Regions from separate parts of the Astyanax mexicanus genome. Here region 2 is linked to region 1. The links are chromatin contacts, called in public Hi-C maps. All regions are on one chromosome and are shown on one strand. Each heading gives the region's core, a stretch centred on a gene start, on an enhancer-like site or on the middle of the called end of the contact. The rest is flanking DNA. Distances are from core to core; before and after follow the strand shown. Region 1 overlaps zmp:0000001236 (mastermind-like protein 2). Region 2 holds the start of zmp:0000001236 (mastermind-like protein 2).

Region 1 (7,791 bases), core at 2,515-5,014:
TGTAAAGTATTTGGTGATCTAATCTGTGTAGTATTCTAAATAACCTCATTAAATATTTGTACAATTTACCCTTTAGTAGGGGTGTAACAGTCTGATACTCATTATCAATATCGGTCCAATACTGGACAAAATCACTGGATTACACAGGGTTATTCCACCAAATACTGATTACTGAACTCTTAGAACTGTATGAATATAAACGTGTTTTCTTTGCATTATTTGAGGTCTGAAAGCTTTTGTTATTTCAGCCATTTCTCATTTTCTGCAGATCAGTGCTCTGAATTACAGTATTTTTATTTGGAATTTGATCATGTCATTCATTTAGTTGCTTAGATGTTAAGCAAAATGCATTCAGACAAATTATTACCAGCTTAGTTTAAGACAGTTAATCAGGACTTTAGTATTGACTGATACTTTACACTTTAAAAAAGTCATTTTTATCAAGTTGAGTAAGGAAAAGCCTTAAGAAAAGTCTGAGCAGCACAGAAAAACTAAGTGAATTTGCAAGCATTTGGTCCCATGGCTGCTTCTTTACCATTTAGGTCATGGCTGCCACCTTACTTATGCTAATGTATTGTTTGTTTTGTTATGTAGCATTGTGTATATATATATATATATATATATATATATATATATATATATATATATATATATATATATAGTAGGCAGATATAAACAGAAAATGCTGTGTCTGATATTGGGAGGGAAAAAAGGATGAATCCAATATGTTCCTGTAACAAATGACGCCTGAAATAGGTCAGAGAACTTGTGTGTTGATAACAACAGCAGCAATACATGCTGATTTTTACAGCTGATAAATCAACATATTAGGAGAAATATTATTAACAGATTGACAACCTGGTGCCATTTATTTTGATATCAAACTTACATTCTACTGAAGCAGCGGTGTGAAGTTCAGGGAAGTTTTTCCTGGAGCAGATAAACATGAACCTACTGGCATCGTGCCTAGTGGGGTGCTTTGGCTTGCTTGGAATAAAAACTTGTAGCCTTTTGTTAATAAGATTTAGCACCCCATGTAGGAAAGCTTTTTATGGCCCAGGTTGGTTTTAAATTATACTTTAAACAACTCATGTTGACTAACACATCTCTTGTTGTTAATGGATTAATATGACGGCATATTTTCAGCATTATTGATGGTAGGATGGTTCTTTGTTTGCTTTGTTTGCTAAGCTGCCACTGTTAGCATAGGTGTAGGAGCAGGTTTGAAATTTAATATTCCTGTACTTCTGTTTATTATTACTTAAATCCAAATAAAGGTCACTTTACAACCTAAACATGTTACTTCACATCATTAGCGTTGGGTCCTGTGTTTTTGTTTTTTTTCTGCTGAACACACTTCTTACAATGGTGTCCTTTTATAAAAAGAATGTAACTTAACGTTTCATAGAGATTTTTGGCAGCAGTTAATATAAACTTTAGATAACCCAAACCCCTATTATCTATTATCCATTGTCTATTATCCAAAAGCCATTTTGTAAAGTTTATTTTAAAACAATTTCTGTTTTTTTGCAGTATCATTTTTGGGGAGGACAAATCCACCTTTTTCTGATATTGGTAGGGACGTGTCCTACGCCAGTGATTGTTAAGCCCTTGAGCAAGGACTTAACCCTTTCTGCTCCCCGGGTGCCACAGCGATGACAGCCCACCGCTTCTGGCATGTGTGCTCACTATATAACCAGTGTGCCTATATATGTTTGTGTGTGTTCACTGCACAGATGGGCTAAAGGCAGATGCTGAATTCTATCTGTGTCCAAAACAAATGATTGAAACAGTATGAAGCAGTAAGGCAGCAGTACAAGGAGAATGTGGCATTTTAATGTGAACCAGCATAAAATAAACCAACTGGAGTTTTTTTTTTTTTCACAAGGAATTTAATGAAAACCATTTCCATTCCCATTAAATGATCTTACCAGAGCTCAGACCTGTTTACTTTCCACACAGACCAAAGGTGCCCAAACTCTCCAGCCAGGTTTAGTGTTTGAGAGTTGGACATAGACATTATTCTGTTATATAACATGGTGATATTTGGCATCGCATGCTGAAAAACAACCAGATTAAATGTTTTGGTTCAGGCTGTTCTGTTCATATTTACTGCTACTCAAAATGAGCTGCCTCCAATCCACCCAGAAGCACCAGAAACGTGTGTTTTACGAGCCTTCTGATTTTATTTATTGCATAAACTCACATAATACAATTTTGTTCCATCTTATGTACCACATGTGATGTGAAATGACAATAAAATTTCCTCGAATCCTTGAATCATTGAATAATGCTATAGATTGGCAAAGGTATTGGGACACCTGCTCATTCATTGTGTCTTTTGAAGTAAATAAGAAATTATTAAGGGAATTCTTTGTACATGACTTGTGGAGCTATGCTGTGAGGATTTGATTGCATTCAGCAACAAGGTCAGGTTGTTGGATAATCACCATGCCACAACATCAAAGGCCCAATTATTGAAAATTTGATATCTCTCAAAAGGTTTAAGCTTCTCTACAGGGACTAGACAAAAAATGTGTGCATTTGTACATATGTGTCAGCATCGGGTACAACTTAAAATAGCTAGATGCATTACACTGAAAGGAGTGTCCACAAATATTTGTGGATGTTGAAATGTGTTCATGTTTTTTTTATGAAAAGTAGCTTATACTGTGGCTTGAAAAGTGTTTACAACCTTTGACACTACTTTTTTTATTTTGTGCTGTGCAAATGCAAAGAGGTGCTATGTGTGGCGGAAAAGTAATACTGCACATCACCCTGAACCCACCATCCCCACTGTAAAACATGGTGGTGGCAGCATCATGCTGTGGGGGTGCTTTAATACAGCAGGGACAGGAAAGCTGGTCAGAGTTGATGGGAAGGTGGGTGGAGCTAAATATACAGGGCAAGAAAAAGAAGAAAACCTGTTGGAGGCTGTAGTCTTGAGACTGGGAAAGAGATTCACCTTCCAGCAAGACAATGACCCTAAACCTACAGCCAGAACTGCAATAAAATGGTTTAAATCAAAGAATAGTAATGTGTTAGAATGGCTCAATCAAAGTCCTGACTTAATCCCATTGAGCTTCTGTGGCAAGACATGAAAATTGCTGTTCACAGAGGCTTTTCATACAACATCCACAAAACCCAGACGTACCCCAAAAGACCTGCAGTTGTAGTTGCAGCGAGAGGTGGCTCAACTAAGTATTGATAAAGAGGGGCTGGACACTTTTGCACCTTACACTTTTCAGATTTTTATTTGATTAACATTTTGAAAACAATGTATCATTTTTGTTCCACTTTATAATTATGCTACTTTGTGTTGGTGTATCAGTTAAAATCTCAATAAAATACATTTAAATGAATGGTTGTAAATTATGATTGAAAAAAAATATATGATTAAAAATTATGATTAAAAATTATGATTGGATTAGTCTAGGCTAAAGCTCAAGATTTCAATATCGAGATCATTATTGGACAAAACATGGTATTGTGTCATCTCTAATTTCTATACGAGTTTTGTCCTCACGTCATAGAAGAAGTTAATCAGAACCCGCAGCAGGGAGACAACGCTCTTCACTTGCCCTCTAATTAATTACTGGACTTCCCAAGGCTGATCCATCTCAGCATGTGACCTCAGCCAGTTCCTCATCAGCTCCACTATGGAGGCGTCTGTGTCTCTGCAGATAGTGTTGCTTGTGAATAGTGCCTATCGCTGTAAAGCACATTCTCTCACACCCTCTCTCCTCATCGTGGCCTGCCAAAGCGGGGAATTCCTCGGGTGGCAGGAGAGGTCTTTTCAGTGCTTTCGTTATGGGACCTCCAGAGTGGGGCTTTGGAGGCAGTTTCTCATTTAGACATCTGTTCTCACAGAAATGGCTCTTCGCTACGCTGCAGTTGAATCCATTTTACCCTGGGAAATGTTTTGTGTCAACACAGTGATTGACAGTATATACACAATGTGTGTTTGACTGAATGGAATAACGTAGTTGAGCGGAGTTTGCTCAGGGAAAGGCCTTCAGGTTTTTAAAAGCTCCGGACTGGCTCACACCTCTCAGGCACTCCAGACTGTTCCATGTGTGGCTGGAATGGTATTTGGACTTTTGGTGTTAAAACGTGGAATCTGAGATGATGGGGGAGTGGTGGCTCAGTGGTTAGATCACTGGTGTATTGATGACAGGTCTGTGGGTTTGATACCCTGGTTTGAGAAGCCTGATGGGTCACTGATAGGTCTCCATAACTGTCTCCATAAATATGATGGAATTTCACAATTACTGTTAAGCAATAGTAAACAAAATTATAAATACAGCTCTGATAAAAATCATTTCAGTTTCTGAAACCGTTTCTTTGAGTTTGCTATGTATAGGTATATGTTTGAGTAAAATGAACATTGTTATTTTATTCTATAAACTACAAACATTTCACCCAAATATTTTAAATAAATATTGTCATTTAGAGCATTTATTTGCAGAAAAATGAGAAATGGCTGAAATAACAAAAAAAGATGCTTATGCAAAGAAAACAAGTTCATATTCATAAAGTTTTAAGAGTTCAGAAATCAATATTTGGTAGCGTAACCCTGATTTTTAATCACAGTTGTCTCATTTTCTTAAAATTTGTGAAGTTCAAAAATCAATATTTGGTGGAATACCCTTGTTTTTTAATCACAGTTTTCATGTATCTCAGCATGTTCTCCTCCACCAGTCTTACACACTGCTTTTGGATAACTTTATGCCACTCCTGCTGCAAAAATTCAAGCAGTTCAGCTTGGTTTCCTCTTGATTATATTCCAGAGGTTTTTTAAATTTGGTAAAATGAAAGAAACTCATTTTTAAATGGTCTCTTATTTTTTCCAGTACACATGCACGGGATGGCTGCTATGCAATAAAACATCTAGGAGCAAGTAAACCTTTGCTGGGTATCTTTGTTTGATTTTTTGAGCTGGATTTTTGCTGATAGTTGTTGACAGGCTGAAGGCTGGTTTGATAGTGCAAGTTATGCTGTTATACTAATAGCCAGGCTAAAGTCGCGATGCAAACAGACACAGCAAACAGTCTTAGTAGTGTTAGCAGGCTTGGAACATGTTAGCCGCACTGGATTACTTGCTGCTAATTGGTAATAGTGTAAATGTGTAAATGAACATCTGGTTAATTTAGGGGCGTCCAAAGTAATCCCATACTGCTGATTTTAGTAATATTTTTTAGGGGATGAAGGTAAAATCAGTTTGGCTTCTCTATGTATTTTTCTTAATATTGTCTGTTTGAGTGTAGAGAGCAGCTGAGGTAGAAAGGAGATGCTCATGTACAGGTGAGAGTTTTCATTCACTTGCTTTTTTCCCCTCATAATACTGTGTAATAAACACACATATACAGTACGATAACCATGCATCTTTTCATACCATGGTTATACCATGAAGGCTCTTAACCCTTAACCCACTAGTGTGCACGTGTGTACAGATATGTTTAAGGTGGCCTAATTCCATCACAATTATGGAGTCTTCTTCTCTACCTTCCTCCTAACGATTCAGGATGCTTCTTATGTTCAGAGTTCCATTATCACTACTTCAGCCACTATGTTTTTTTAAAAGAAATTTCAGTTGCATGAACTTCTAGGCTGGGATGGTGTTTTTGAAAAGGAATCCAGGAGGCAATAGAGGATCCAGCTGCAGTTGGTCAGTATTGGTATTCTGCACAGGTTCAGGGGTCAATATCAGTAACTGGTGAGGAGAAAATGGAAAATCTTAGACAACCAAATAGCAAAGCGGTGCCAATTTCTACACTATAGGAACATTTCAGATGGTTTCTCTGCAGTTCCATCAAGCAAAGGAGAGCCTTTCCTATCCTTTGATGAAATCAGAAGCTATTTCAAGTCTTAAATCACCTCAACTCTTCAGTCAAGATGTCTTTGATCATTATTCATGGATTTCAAGATTTAGAAAACTGTGGATCATCTCAAGTCGGAGAGATGGGGAGATGGAGTAATTTAGAGTAATTTTACTACTATATGGCAGTAACATTTATGATTGATTTGCACAGGATAAGACATCTTAGTGTTATGACTCAAATGGGAGTGGCTACTTGATTTATGCACTGCTGTCACCTCCAAAAAATCGTGAAACCTCCTTATAGTAGTAATGATAGTAGATTTTTCTTTGATGAAAATGAGCTGTTGTGTTTAAAACACATATGCAGGCTATATGCCATGTTACACAATGACTTACAGTACATGTCAAAAGTTTGGACACACTTTCATTTCCTTTCATTCAATGTGTTTTCTGTATTGAAGACATTAAAACTATATAGGAACACATGCAGAATTATTTTTCAACAAAATGTGTTAAACAATCCAGAGTATGTTTTATACTTTAGATTCACTTGGAATAGTTTTCTCAGCACCTTAAAGGAGTTCCTGGAGATGCTGAACAAAAGTTTTGTTTTTACTTCATGCTGTGATGCTCCAGCACCATCTCAGTTGGGTGTTCCTTAATTGTTTTCTTGTCTTTTAATATTAATCTACAATGTAAAAAATAACTTAAATAAAGAAAAAAAATGAAATGAGAAGGTGTGTCAAAATTTTAGTCTGGTACTGTACATTGTTGTAAAATTGTCACTAAGCCACTAAGAGGTATGTATTCCATTTAAAATCTGAGGTTTGCCACAGACTTAAGCGACCATGTAAAATAAAACTTAATACCTCCCTGAGCGTCTTAATACTTGAGGGAAGCCATGAAAACAGAATTTTATTTTAGTCATTGAAAAATGACTGATTTGGCACTTTCCATGAAAAACTGTGGTAATAATTACTTTATGCCACCTCCCCGTGTAAAACTAATCTCATCCGAATAGGGCTTTAAACAGCCATGAATTATGCGGTAGGCTTTAACTGCGCAAATAAAAGACTTCTGCTTTTATCAGCTTGAATATCACATCGTCAGCACATTTAAGACAGATAAAAAAAGACATGAAAGCCTTTAAGATTGATCTATCATAGTGTGTTTCTGCAGCGTGGATGAGAAAAAAAATCTGTCATTTGCTGGAAGCAATTGGGTTGTACCCCACAGGAGCTGTATGACAGGAGAAATGCTGCAGGGCTTTCAAAGTCATGCAGTAATCCTTACTATTATAGCATAAAAACCTGTCTCACTGACAGCTATTGCCTTCTTCAAAAGCCCTACACTGTACATGTAGGGGCTGTGCACACTGTATGAGCATATTCTGTATATGCAGTGGTTGGGGAAATGTATGGACACATATTTCTGTGTGTGTGTGTGCTTGAGGTTTGTGGTTTTGTGTGATCATAGTACTGTCAAAAAACACCTTTAATTAAGCCTATAAATATACAGTACATTAAAACATAGTATAGAAGTATAGAAAAATCAACAGAAAACCATACCAAACATTCATGCAGTCGAACAGTCACAAAAAAATGAATAAAGCTTACCCCCTAGTGGACAACATATGCAATCACAATGTTTATTTAGGTATTATGTATTGAGGTATTTCATCCATATTATGTAGCACATTACGTAGATCAATCTAGATTTTGTATTAAACAAATGTAAGAAACTTTTGCACTAAAAACTGTGTATTATACCTTGTACAGTATCACTACTGTACAGCTCTGAAAAAATGAAGAGAAAACACTTCAGTTTCTGAATCAGTTTCTCTGACTTTGCTATTTATAGGTATGCGTTTGAGTAAAATGAGTATTGTTGTTTTATTCTAAAAAATTCCAAATAAAAATATTGTCATTTAGAGCATTTATTTGCAGAAAATGAGAAATGGCGGAAATAAA
Region 2 (7,791 bases), core at 3,903-6,402, 69 kb before region 1:
GTTATCTCTATATGAGTGTGGGGAAGTGATGTAGGCCTACAGCTAAGGATGTTCAATAATCGTCAATATCAGTGTGTTTATAGTTGTTGAAACTACAGTTTTTCTTTGGTGGCATGAGTCACGTCACGCGTTTTCTGTCGTGGTTCCGCTTGCCGCGAGGTCAAAATTGAACCGTGTTGAACTTTGCGTGGTTTTGGGCGGGGAACACGCCGCGTTCCGCACTGCTCCGCGCCTTTAATTGTTTCTAGAGTGATGCGTCGCTGCCACGTAGCAGAGCGGAATGCGGTGCGTTTCCCCGCCCATAACCACGCCTCTACCGCGGTCAAAGTTCAACATTGTTCAACTTTGACCTCGCGGCAAGCGCTACCGCGGCAAAAAACGCATGACGTGACTCACGCGACCAGAGAAAAACTTTAGTTTCAAAAACTATAAACACAGGCCAGGTACTAATATTAACGACTAATAAACACCCTCAGCTGTACATCACTTCCCTACACTCATATAAAGATAACAGGAGGAAGCTCAGAATCAGAGCTTTATTCTGACGATGAGAGACAGATACAGATCTACAGAGGCTGTAGAGACTCAAAACTACAAAACAGCGGTAATGGATGTGACGGGTGTTTGAAAACCCAGCCTGTTATCAGCAGGCGACGCTCCGCATCAGCAGCAGGCGGCACTGTCACTAGGCACAACGCACCCACAAGTGACCAGCGTTCAGAAGACCGGCAGCACAGCGGAATGTCGCGCGGCATACTGCAGCGACGCGATGCGTTTTTCGTTCCGCCTACAGGTGCTCGAACGCGCTAACCTGCTGCATTCCACATTTGCGTTCTGCTGCTGCTGACGCTGAGCATCTCCTGCTGATTAAAGAAGGGGGGTTCCTGAAACTCGTCACCTCTGCTACCGGTGTTTTGTAGTTTTGAGTGGCTACAGCTTCTGGCTGCGTCCAGAAACTTTTGCTAGTACTCCTCTAATAATCGAAATCAGTTTCCGGGTCACGAAGGAGAGGAGGACTGGTGGAAAAAAAGTCTCTCAGCGTTAGAATAAAGCTCAGACTCTTCCTCCTGTTATCTCTCTATGAGTGTAGAGAAGTGTTGTACAGCTAAGGGTGTTCACTAATAGTAAATATCAGTCTCTTCTATGTGTTTATTGTTGTTTGGACTACAGTTTTTCTCTGGTCGCGTAAGTTCTGCCGCGGTACCGCTTACCGTGAGGTCAAAGTTGAACCATGTGGAACTTTGACCGCGGTGAGAAGTAGCGCGGTAGAGGCGTGGTTATGAGCTTTTTCAGGCTTTTTTTGTGCTTTAAGAGACGGAGGACCAGCTGGTCCTGAGCTGGATGTTTTAGTAGGGTTCACAAAAAAAAGAACAGCGTCTCGTTCATATACAGCACTGAACTACAACTCTGCACATTCTTGCTGGTGGCAGATAAACTGCTTGCTTTCTCAGGCGACACGCCCCAAAGCGGCGAGAGAGAGGCGGAGAACGCGATTGGGAGCGATGCCACGTCGCTGCAATGTGAACGTACCGTAAGCACCTTGACCGCGATAGAGGCGTGGTTATGGGCGGGGAAACGAAAGATGATCCGCGCAGCGCAGCGCAAAAACGCTCTACCGCTAGAGAAACAATTGAATGCCGTGGGAGTCCGCGTACCATACCGCACCTATCGCGTGCACCCGGGTCTTGCTGCTGGGCAATTGTAAACTAATTACTAATACTAACTAGTTTTTGAGTATGTATTGTGGCAGCTATGAGTGTTGGTTTCCATTAATTAGCCATTAAATATGTTACTCATGCACTACACTAATAATCAGACTACGCCGCTACCACCTGTCTCCCATATCCTGACTGTAATTAAACAATCTAATGAGGCTGAGATTGATATAAAAAAAACACACTTTTATTGACTATAACATAAATAAATAACATTCTGTACTATAAAGTGCTAGTTTAAACAATTCCAGATTTAATACAGATAAAAATAAAATGGATTACCAAGCACAATAGATTAAGAAAGCACAAAACAGTTGAGTATTACTGAAATCACAAAATAGAAGCCCAAACTACCAGGACAAAAAAGGAAACAGCTAATTAAGTGTTAGTAGTTACATCCACAGAAAACAATAAATAAAACTAACAACCCGTAAGGCTTTGAAAACGCAAAAAAAACAACTAAATACAAACTTAAGCCACAGTAACTTAAATCAAAGAATAGAAAAAACTGCCAGGAAACAAAGAAACAGTAACAAAAAGAAAAACTATAACTAGGAAAACAGTAGAGATCAACATAGAAAACAATACAGAAAAAATGCAAAAAACAGTAAAGAAGCTGTGGCCAATATCTTCAACCTTTAGCCATGTGCAGGTCCTGCCAAAACACAAATTATTATTCTAATATTTATTTAATTTATTAGCATTTATTACATGCACTCTTTAAAAAATACGATCCCCTTGATGCCCGAACACATCCTCTTTGCACAGGCAGGAAAGGAAATCAGGAGGGCCCCAGCATTCTAGTGCAACTTGGACAATTAATACTAAAAATAAGTTAAAAATAGTTTTATAACCATAACATATGCAATTTCTAGCAGTTGGTGTGGTAAAACAAGAACTATTAATTATAAACTCATGCACATTTACTACAACATACCGGTCTTGTTCCACTGTATGACTCTCAGCAGCACCTGTTCAACGCAGTTCTCTGCTCTGCGTCTCCACTCCTCTCCCACACAAACAGCGGCTCAAATCATTAAAACTACATTACCCAGCAGCACCTACAAACGACAACAACTGCAGGAAGTCAGCCAAGATACCAAACAGGGTAAAGCTGCTACAAAATAATACATATAAAAACTAATTACCTTCTTTTTCTGGCTGGAGTTGTCCAAGGACGTAATGGCACCCAGGTACTCTCCCACTAATTAGCTCACCTGCTCTCGCCTCTCCAGATACATCCTTTTATTCCTAAAAGGGCAGGGGGTCCATTAACCCTCATCCCTCCCAGGTCCAGTAGTGTAGATAAAAGTTTTCAAAATGAGATGCGTTTTTATTGCGAAAACAATAACTCTTATCCCACAATGCAACGCAAATAGAGGAGCTAGTTTTGTCTAGAACAATATAAAAAAAAAAGTATAATGGTGCAATGTAGTGGTGAAGACATCATGTAGACTAAATGGATTTTACGACGGGTCGTGAGTGACAGTTAAAACCTGATCTAGGCTACAGATGTTTTTAATGGGAACACTTCACTTACAATATACCATAAGAACTTAGACCTAGTTTTAATTTAAACGTTGATTTAAAACAAGTGAATACATTAATTTAACTGAACAGCATATTAATATGTATTTCTTTTGTGATAAAGAGGACACATGACATATAAATACATGTAAATAAAGGTTAAACAAAGGTTAAATCCCGATGTAACACATTTTATTGTATTTTATAATTTAGATCTAGAAATAAAAATAAACTGAGAATGTGTCATATGACTGTATCCAAGATGTTCAGCATGTAACTAAAAGTCAAAGTGCTGTAGGGAACTTTTCACTTCTAAACTGGTATTTTAAAGGGAATGTAATACATGTCACCATAAGCTCTAATGGGTTGATATGAAAAGTAGACTATTAGACTGCTTAAACACTCTACTAACTCACTTACAGAAAGAAACTCAAAAAAATAAAACATATCACATCATGTGTTGTATTTAAGGCTGGATTTATTATAGATACTAGATATAGATACTTTTTTTATCCCTCCTCTGTATCCAGTGCAGCATTTTCTGCTGACTTCAGTCTGATATGGATATCTGATATATCAGATTAGTGCTGTCCCTAACAGAGAACAGCGAGCTCTGCAGGATGTGCAGGATTGCATAAGGCCTCAAGGGGGACCCCTTGTCTTACTTCCCATTCTCTGCTTGGGCTTTTTGAAGTCAGCAGGTGGTGCTGGGGAGCTGTGCTTGCTTTTAATGGTTTTGTTAAGCAAAGCAAGTTTTCACTTTTACTTTTAACTTCTCTTGCTTATAGTTTTTTTCGCAGGTTGTTTAAGGTTAAGATAATCTTAAGTGGAAGAGAGAGTGTTTATTGTGATGATCATTTGTGTTAGATGTTTTTTAATTGCTTTTTATTTGTAGAACTTATTAGTGTTGCTTATATTAAATCTTCTGCACCTCCAATCAAGTCTCAAGACTCTATTAATATGGCAGATATGGACATTGCCAACAAGGTAGCCATACTAGCCAAATTTTCCACAAGAGTCGTCATCAGAATATCAGAAAATCACTATTCATCATATTCATGAGTTTTAACAAACAGAACTCATTTGTCAAGCTTATTCATTTATTTTCTATTTTGTGCATGCATGGACAATTTTAGAAAACCTGGTATTATGATTTTCTAAAATTATTTTAAATATCTTAATATTTTACTTACAATAATATTTTACTAAGTACTGACATAATATAAGGTCTTAGGTGAATTATTCCTGAAAAATATCAAGAAAATAGATGATGTCAACTGTAATGGATGCAGGGTCTGAAAGGATTTAAATTATCAGAAACACAAAACACTGAAAGCAAACAATTTGTATCAGCTAGAACCAAGTGGCTATGAATACAGCTCTGAAAAAAATTAATAGACCACTTCAGTTTCTGAATCAGTTTCTCTGATTCTGCTTTGAACACGAACATTGTTGTTTTATTCTATAAACTATGGACACCATTTCTCCGAAATTCCAAATAAAATAAAAAATGTAATTTAAAGCATTTATTTGCAGAAAATGAGAAATGGCTGAAATAAAAAAAAGATGCAGAGCTTTCAGACCTCAAACAATGCAAAGAAAACAAGTTCATATCTATAAAGTTTTAAGAGTTTAGAAACTAATATTTGGTGGAATAACCCTGGTTTTTAATCACAGTTTTCATGCATCTTCGCATGTTCTCCTCCACCAGTCTTACACACTGCTTTGGATAACCCCTGATGCAAAAATTCAAGCAGTTCAGCTTTGATGGCTTGTGATCATCAATCTTCATTATATTGCCTCTCAGCACCGCTAGAGTGCGCGGCGCAACCGCTGAAGTTGAGGAACGCGGAGGAATGTGAAGCAGAGCTCGCAAACGCCCGCCCGCCCGAGCGCTCCCGCTCTCGCACTCTCTCTCGAGCTCTGTGGACTCCCGCGAACAGTCCTCAGCGCGAGCGGAGCAGAGCGCGAGCACACGAGAGAGAGTCCCGCGAGCAGCAGCGGCAGGAGCGCGCGCACAGAGCGCCCGGAGCCCGTGTGACTTGTGAAGCTCGAGCGCCCTGTTTAATCCTGTTTGGAGGGTTTTTTATTTTGTTTGTTTGTTTGTTTGGGTTTGGAGAACTGAAGCGAGGGGAAGAGAACATGCTGGAGGTTTGGGGAGGATGAGGTTTGGGGATGGAGCTGGTTCTGGACCGCACTGTATGGACTGGACCCGGACTGTGTGGGAAGACTAGTGCTGCACGATATATCGATTCAGAGTGAGCGTATCCGATATTAACATCACAAATCAAAGGTGATCCAAGGCAGTGTCAGGTAAAGCAAATTAAACTATACATGTCATGCTACCAACTGCTTGATACAAATAGGAAGTTTCTCAGTTTTACTGTTTTAATGACTGAATCTACTAATACTTATCTAATATCTAACAAAGCGGATTATATCAGCCTATCAGTATTTGTTTTGCACAAATCGACAATACATGGGGTGTATTTTTAGTATAATATCATGAATTCTGGTGAAATCAGGTAAAAAAAAATCATATATTTTGTTAATATTAACACTGCAAGTAGCTCAACTGTAATTTTACAGTCAACTAATCTGATGATTATTTCTGCATGCTCTTAATCACTTTAAAATGAAGGAAACATCTGAATGTGGGATTTAAATGCCCTTTTACAAATTAACCATTAGTCTACACTGAAATTAGAAAATTTGGACCAATTTGGATTTTTTTATATTCAACATTGTTGATTATATCAATTAATAACTACTATCATATTGGCTCGGTATCGCTTATTTTTTGCTTGTTTTAAGTCTTTATTGAATAGAGGGCATTTAGTTGCATGACATGGTGACTCATTGAAAACTAAGGAGAAATCTGATTTAAAAAATCCCTATATATTGTCTAAATTAAATATAGAAGAAAGAACATCGTGCAGCACTAGTGAAGACATTTAATGGTAACATTAGAGCCGTAGACAGCACTTCGGCTGGGGGCTGGGAGTGTCTTGTAGTGGTCACTTGTGGCTGTCAAGCGAAACACCATCCAGTTTCATTTAATCTGATCAGTGTTCAGTGTTTGCTGTAAGTGGACAGTGGTCAGGGATGAAGACTCGTTGATGCGTGCTGAGCGTGTTATATGAACGCTTGAAGTTTCAAGGTGCTGTTCGAAATGGGTGAGGCAGCTCCAAGTCATGCCGCCACCAGGCCTGCTCCATTCCCGCTGATGGGCCCCGGCATGGTGGGCCCCGGGCCTCCCGGAGCCCCAAGCAGGACATCTGTAGCAGCTGTGGCGGCTGCGGCGGTTCCTCCTCTGCACAGTGCCATTGTGGAACGGCTGCGGGCACGCATCGAACTGTGCCGGCGACACCACTCCACGTGCGAGAGGCGTTACGAGCGTGGCCGTGCAGAGAGCTCGGAGCGTGAGCGCGAGAGCACCCTGCAGCTGCTGAGCCTTGTGCAGCAGGGTGGCACGGCAAGGAGGGGCAAGAACAGCCGGGCACTGGACCAGAGCAGGGCCAACAACGAGCACAAGGGGCAGAGCGCTGGAGGGGAGGCAGAGAGCAAAGCCAGCACCAGGATTGCAGTGAGTTCAACCACATTCACACACGCTCGCTCACACACACTCACACACATCACTGGGTTCACACACCACTGGGTTCACAGGGCTGGTCTGATCTGTGCATGGTCTTTAATCTGCTGGAACACACCAGCCACTCAGCCCATTAATGAGCCCGTCATCACCAGCTGAGCTGGGTGGGTCTGTTAGGGTGTGTTAAAAGCACTAAATGTTTGTGGGATGGGGTGGGGGGTTGTGGGGGGGGGTTCTCCAGGACCACTGGGAACAAACAGTATATACACAAATCCTGTTAATCATGGATCTGTTTTCCCATACAGAGATTAAACCTAGTCTTAACCCTATCTGGACGGATATTTAAATATTTCACACTTCTACTCTTTTTACTTGTGATAAATCTCTTGCATCCAGACTGCAATGGAAAAAAAAGGGGGACCAGTAAGTTTTTTGGCTTTCTCGGTCACATGACATCGCGTTTAGTAGTTCAGTAGCTCCTCCATTTCCACTCCATGTTGTGTTTACATCGATCTCCGTTGAAACGTGTGCCCAAAGTGTAATTCTGGTGCGTGGCAGTGGACAAATAGCTATTTTATTAAACACGAGGTGATGAAACTCAGATATTTCCATCTGGACGGGACTAAATTTACCGAAGGACCACAGATTTTAGCCTGTAATTTTCTCAGAGAAATTGTCATCTAAGAAAAACACATTCATGGTCGTTCCGGACTGGAATAAAATCACAGAGGATCCCCCCATTAAAGAGAAAATTACCCCAGTACCCCATGAGAAATTAATCTGGATAGGGCTTTAGACTAAAATGTATTTTTAATGTATTGTTACTTATTGATTGCTATAAAATATGCTGTGTAGTGTGCCTATAAGTCAAAACTGTTTGTGGACACTTGTTTTAATGAATGCATTCAGCCACTTTAAGTTGCACCCATTGCACCCATTGACACAGACATGCAAATT

What was found. Hi-C and Micro-C count contacts between places; a contact is called where the count stands out from the background.
Region 2: a Hi-C map of muscle shows a contact between it and region 1, with 10 times the contacts expected there. The contact joins the promoter of zmp:0000001236 here to the enhancer-like site in region 1. A contact is called at or near these places in 2 of 3 Hi-C or Micro-C datasets (both in muscle).

Annotation. Positions count from the first base shown.
Region 1 is chr18:20,789,219-20,797,009 of AstMex3_surface, reverse strand. All of the region lies in intron 2 of zmp:0000001236 (mastermind-like protein 2), which reads left to right. Among protein-coding and RNA genes, the nearest start is that of mindy4b, 22 kb to the right of the region's middle. Within about 2 kb of position 3,764, the one cell type or tissue checked has an H3K27ac peak away from gene starts, as active enhancers do.
Region 2 is chr18:20,859,854-20,867,644 of AstMex3_surface, reverse strand. It overlaps zmp:0000001236 (mastermind-like protein 2), which reads left to right and starts at 5,152. Exons shown (of 5, transcript XM_007236774.4): 1 at 5,152-6,828. The coding sequence starts at 6,415. It overlaps LOC111194239 (a long non-coding RNA gene), which reads right to left and starts at 3,214. Exons shown (of 3, transcript XR_002650999.2): 1 at 2,864-3,214; 2 at 2,653-2,776; 3 at 1,911-2,370.